2 separate regions of the Triticum aestivum genome follow, and region 1 is linked to region 2. Evidence: chromatin contacts called from public Hi-C data. All regions are on one chromosome and are shown on one strand. Each heading gives the region's core, a stretch centred on a gene start, on an enhancer-like site or on the middle of the called end of the contact. The rest is flanking DNA. Distances are from core to core; before and after follow the strand shown.

Region 1 (3,106 bases), core at 179-2,678, 630 kb after region 2:
CTCCACCCCAACCTATGTAGAACCCACCAGATCCATTCAGTTTGGAAGATTTAACTCTCCACCCCACCTCATTCTCCCTAGTCCATATCCATCTAGAACCCATCAGACTCCTTTGATTTGAGTTTACTCCCTACTCCACCCCAATCCCTCTTATCCATTTAGAACCCACCATGCCCCTTAGGTTTCCCCGTAAAACAGTAAATAAGGCAGTTAGGGAGCCTTGATCCTCACACATGCCTCTACACGCATAACGATAAAACAAGCAAGTTGAGTAAGGGCATCTCCAACAGTCGTAAGATAGGTGTTGGTTAATTTGCCACCTAGGACATAGTGATGATTTGGCATGTAATAAATATGGAGAGAGAGCAAAGTTGTATGTAGATTAACCAACAACCTTTGCACAAGCTCCAGGGTGAAATAGAGAGCAATCACATTAATTTTCTCACAATTTATTGGATAGCTTACATACAACCTATTGAAATAGTTGTATGATAGCTTGTTGGTTGATGACATGGACATTTTACCAATAAGACTAACATACAACCTGTTGGAGATGCCCTAAGTATTTACGCTGACATGGCATAGTGATGAGGTGGATAGGCTGCATGACGAAAGAAATATAATAGTGGGGATGAGCTATTTAGGTATTATAGATACATGTTAGTACGTAGTTCTTTTATGATGACACAACCAAACGAGGCAAGCGATCAAGTGCAAATAATTCCTGCCGTGGCTTCTCCCCAATATGCATCCACCAATCGCCACTCTTTCCGACCCCCTCCACCAGTCGCCCTTTGTCCTAATCAACACAACTATGGTTTTGCCGCTACAAATCGGTGCTCGCAAATACAGTGTTGCTTGCTTGCTTGAGTTTCTCTTTCCAGTGTTATAAGTGCATTGATTGTGATATATACTATCAAATTTAATTTAAGTAATTTTGCAATTCATAGAGCGGAAAGAATTATGGCAGTACGGTTAATTTTAGGATCTTCATAACCAGCTAACATTCTCTGAAAGGGCATGACAAACAAACGGTTTTATGACAGTTTACATAGTCGCAAGTTTTTTATCGGATTTGCCGTGCTTGTTAAAGGAAGTTGCCATCATCACGACAACGTCATAAAACATTCGTTTTGTCATGCCCTCCCAAGGGAAGCACTTAGCCAAATAATAATTCACATTTTTTAAACCATGTATGTGAATACACAATCCAACGCAACAATCATCCCAATCTGAGTAGTGCACTGTGACGTCCTCCCAAGGAATCCCTATCCTATCGGAATCAGATATTTGACTTGAGTTTTCTGATCACCGATCAGCGAAAAGAAGCCATAAAAAGGCAGAAGAAAAGCAGAGAAAAAACAGAGAGGAAGATGCTCGAGCCGCCCCATGGCGTGGTTCGAACGCGAAGATATTCCTGCCTTCCGCAGCCGTACACCTGTAGCCATCCTCCAACCAAACCGACGGCCCCGATCTCTCCCTCCACCCGTCGACAAAAGTCCTCTTCCGCCGAGACGCGGGCCCGGACCATCTCCGGCCCCACCGTCATCCTCAGCAAGCAGGGAGGGTAGGCAGGTAGGTGTGGCCGGAGCACGCGCTGTCAGCGCTATAAATGCGCTCGAACCCTAGTATTCGGCGCGAGCTTATCACTTATCATCATCAGCGCCCCTCCGTCCCTCCCTCCTCCTGGCGCGTCGTGATCCATCCAGCCCAGGTGAATTCGGGGGATCGATTCAGTTCCGAATTTGGCCGAGGTTTCTTGATTTGGGAGCTTCGAAGCTTAATCTCGTTGCTTGGATTTGGTTTGCTGTTGTTCAGGGGCGAGAAGCTAGTTAGCGGGTGATTAAGGTCGCCATGTCGGACTCCGAGGACCACCACTTCGAGTCCAAGGCCGATGCGGGGGCGTCCAAGACCTTCCCTATGCAGGCCGGCGCCATCCGGAAGGGCGGCTACCTCGTCATCAAGAACCGCCCCTGCAAGGTATGGATTTTCCTCGATCCCGGCTGGATGGTTGTGTGTGTGTGATCGCAATTCCGATGCTGCTCTTCATGGCCGCCGTACTATGAAGGAATACTGATTTTGTTATCTCCGCACGCTGCTATTTCTGTTTGAGAATGCTTGCGAGCTGTCGTCGGATGGTTCCGTTTCGTATCAGTGTGGATTGACTTGTTGACATATCGGTGGTGACCCCAAGGAGAAGGGTGGAGTTGTTATTTATAGGGGAGGGGAGCTATTTTGACCATGTTCGCCACTATCTGCCACGTACTGTACACGATTAATTAGGAGGGTCTTGAAACAGGGGAAGCTTTAGCTACATGATATACTATCCCCTTTCCTGTGATCCAAAAAAACAAAAATCATGTGATGGGATAACTTGTAAAATACATGTTTTATTGTACAACTAAACTTGCTAACGTCCATTATTCCTGTAATTTTAATAATATTTTCCTAGTATTTTGCGGGGTACGAGAAGTAGTTTGATAACCAAAACGGGATTCCCACTCGGGCACTTTAAACTCTATATATCTGTACAGTGGGTGATTTGGCTATTCCGTGTCGGAACTTTAAGATTGTAATCGAAGTGTAAGGGGCACTGTCGACATGTTTGGATGGAATATGATGGAGATTTTAAGCTTCCTGCATGTACATAGACCTAACTTCCGAAGGAAACAATACCTTTCTTTCTCAATCTATCTATTGCCTTGACTTATCCAAACAAATCATCGATCATAAATTTGTTCTGTTGTAATTTGGAAGGGACAAACAGTTAATTGACTCAAAAGCTAAAACTAATTTATCCATGTTTATCTAGCTTGTTGTGCCAATGCGATTGCTGTCCTTACCTTTTTAGTACATATTTCTTCACCTACTCCTGTGTGTATGTTTCCTGTAAGTTCTGACGTCTGTCATTGTGATCAGAATACACTTCAAGGCTTAAGCCTGAAAATATGTGGTGCTTCTTTGACATTAATTTTCAAGTCTTTTATCTTATCTCGTTGTGCTAAATAAACTTGTGCAACAGGTGGTGGAGGTTTCTACCTCGAAGACTGGAAAGCACGGTCATGCTAAATGCCACTTTGTTGCCTTAGATATATTCAATGGTAAA
Region 2 (2,705 bases), core at 1-2,500:
ATTGGAACACCAAATCAATGTAACATGCTAGAAACTAATATTAAGTGATACAAGATATTTATTCTTGAGTAGAATTCTTCACGTTCATCCGAGTTAACAGCTAAGGAGTAGAAGTACTACTCTAGTTGCCAATTGCAATTGGCAACCATAAACATGGCCGACCATTATCTTCATGTGGGATTATTTTCCAACAATTATACAGTGCGACGGAAACCATATCTTTCTAACTATTTTCGCAGAAATTTGTGTGGCTCAAGCTAATCTTCTAATGAAACAAACAAAATAAAGTGCACAATCCAAAAACTAAGTGTCGACTATTTGTCACCTCAAATAAGTACACACAAGAATACCATCTCACATGAACTACTGATTGGAGGGTAAAGGAGCAAATTAGGAGAGAACAATAAACACGAACTACACTCTGGAAAGCATTTCATGAAGATTGAGCCTAGCCCATTCGATCCCAAAACAGTGCCGAAGTTCAGATCAATTAGAGTCATCCACTCACAATATTTCGGCTGATTTGGCAACTAATTGTAAGTAAATACCGAGATAGCATTTCGGGTTCCTTTTCACCTCAGCACCTTTTGTTGTCCTCGCAGGAGATGACGTGCACGGACTGCACGCCGAGCGCGTCGGCGGAGCGGAACGCCGCGGAGACGTTACCAAAGTCGGTGAGGCCCTCCACGACCAGGCAGACGGCGTAGCTCCTGCTCTGGACGGCGCGGCGGATCCGGTCCCGCCGCGGCTCGAGGATGTACGGCTCCAGCACGTCCACCACCTCCTGGCTGGTCACCTCCACGCCCCCCGCTCCCCGGAACGCGTCCAGGTAAGGGAACCACCTGCCCCGCCCCGCCGCCGGGCCGTCGGCGTCGGCGCGGCGCTGCATCTTCATGAGGCGGCCCATGCGTCCGCCCCCAGGGGAGGTGGGCTTTGGGGCAAGGAGATGCTCCACGGTGTCGACGCCCTCGTAGGGGTCGGCGTCCGCGTCCGCATCAGGGGCGGGGGCAGCGGCGGTGGAGAGGGTGGAGGCGCGGAGGAGATGCCCGGAGCTGGGGTGGAGTCTGAGGAGGCGGAGGGGAGGGTGCCGGGGTCTGGAGCGCGCGGCGAAGGGGGCGAAGGCGGAGGCCAGCGAGGAGAAGGATAGCGTTCTAGAGGCCATTGCTGCGTGGGGTGCTCGTTTCAGGTTTTGGTTGAGGGTTCCGATTTCTGAACCGAGACGCGAACGGGAAGAAGGTCAAGCCTTTTTTTTTTGTTTGTGAGGGCTAGAAGGTCAAGCCTCCTGTGACTGTGAGGCTGAAAAGCATGAGAATCAAACCTGGCCAGATGGGCCGGCCCGAGCCGGCCTGGGCTAAACATGCCTGCACGGCACGTAAATCATACGGGCCGTGGCGTGCTGAGGAATTCACTAACGGACGCACATTGCGTCAAGATGTCGAGATCGACGGAACGATCGTAGTGTGCCGGACCATGTTGCTGTTTAGCGTGTACACATATACTGGTTTTTGAGAAGGATCAAACTCCGGTTTTTTTATGGTTTTAGGAAGCTTCTAGAAGGTGCCTGAACGATTTTGTCTCGTTTCCCTTTTTTTTTGTTTTTGTTTTTTCATTTAGCTGTTTCTTTTTCTTCTTTTATGTTTCTTTCTTCTTTTCACTTTTTTGTTTCATATTTCTTTTATTTGTTCGTTATTTCTTTTTCAAGTTGACTTTCTTTTTAGTATTTCTTTCGAAATTTTCAAATTTTGTTAAAATTTTGTTCATTAATTCAAAAAATGTTCTGTTATAGAAAATGCGCAGAAATTAAAAAAAATCATATCTTTAAACTTTGTTCACAAGTTGAAAAAATGTTCAGGAACTCCAAAATATGTTTCTTCTTTTTATTGTTCAGAAGGTGAATTCAAATTTTGGTCAAAATTAAAAAATGTTCGCATTTCAGAAAATGTTCAAGAATATCAAAAAATGTTTGCAATTTCAAATTTTTGTTTGGAATTTCATGAAATGTTCCATTTTTCGCGATTACAAATTTGGTCAGAAATTTAAAAATTGTTTGCATTTCAGAAAATGTTCAAGAAAATCATATAATGTTCACAATATCAAATTTTTGTTCGGAATTTCATGAAATGTTCCTTTTTCCATGATTACAAATTTTGGTCAGAAATTAGATACTATTCGTGTTTCCAAAAATGTTCAAGAACTTTATAAAATGTTCATGATTTCAAATTGTTCGGAATTTCATGAAATTTTGCAATTTAAAGTTTTTGTTCACAAATTAAAAATAAGTTTGGGGTTTCAAATATTTGCTCCAAATATCATGAAATGTTATAATTTTCAAATATTTGTTCAAAAATGTTCGCGGTTTCAACAGTTGTTAAGAATTTTATAATTTGTTCACAAATTCAGAAAAATGGTTTATGTTTTACAAAAAAATATATTTTCCGTTCAATTTTTCCACTTTTTCAATTTTTTGTTCACAAATTCAAAAAATGTTATTGTCTCCAGTTTTTATTCACCAGGAATTCAAGAAAATGTTGGTACTTTTTCAAAATATACATTAAGAAAAAGTTCACCCAAGTAACTAATTCAGATTCGTTACAATAGCTACTTTCGGTTCACTACAGTAGTAATTCCGGTTCACTACAATAGACCATTCCGGTTCTACATCTACTGTTAGCTCTTTAAGCTATGCACTGCTTTATTAACAACAA

Evidence for each region. Hi-C and Micro-C count contacts between places; a contact is called where the count stands out from the background.
Region 1: a contact with region 2 is called in a Hi-C map of leaf, with 4 times the contacts expected there. The contact joins the promoter of LOC123044338 here to the promoter of LOC123044334 in region 2. A contact is called at or near these places in 2 of 5 Hi-C or Micro-C datasets (both in leaf).

The regions. Positions count from the first base shown.
Region 1 is chr2B:198,792,091-198,795,196 of IWGSC CS RefSeq v2.1, forward strand. LOC123044338 (eukaryotic translation initiation factor 5A-2) reads left to right here and starts at 1,429. Exons shown (of 6, transcript XM_044467062.1): 1 at 1,429-1,714; 2 at 1,819-1,980; 3 at 3,023-3,106. The coding sequence starts at 1,855.
Region 2 is chr2B:198,164,039-198,166,743 of IWGSC CS RefSeq v2.1, forward strand. LOC123044334 (tRNA (guanosine(18)-2'-O)-methyltransferase) reads right to left here and starts at 1,251. Exons shown (of 6, transcript XM_044467040.1): 1 at 585-1,251. The coding sequence starts at 1,162.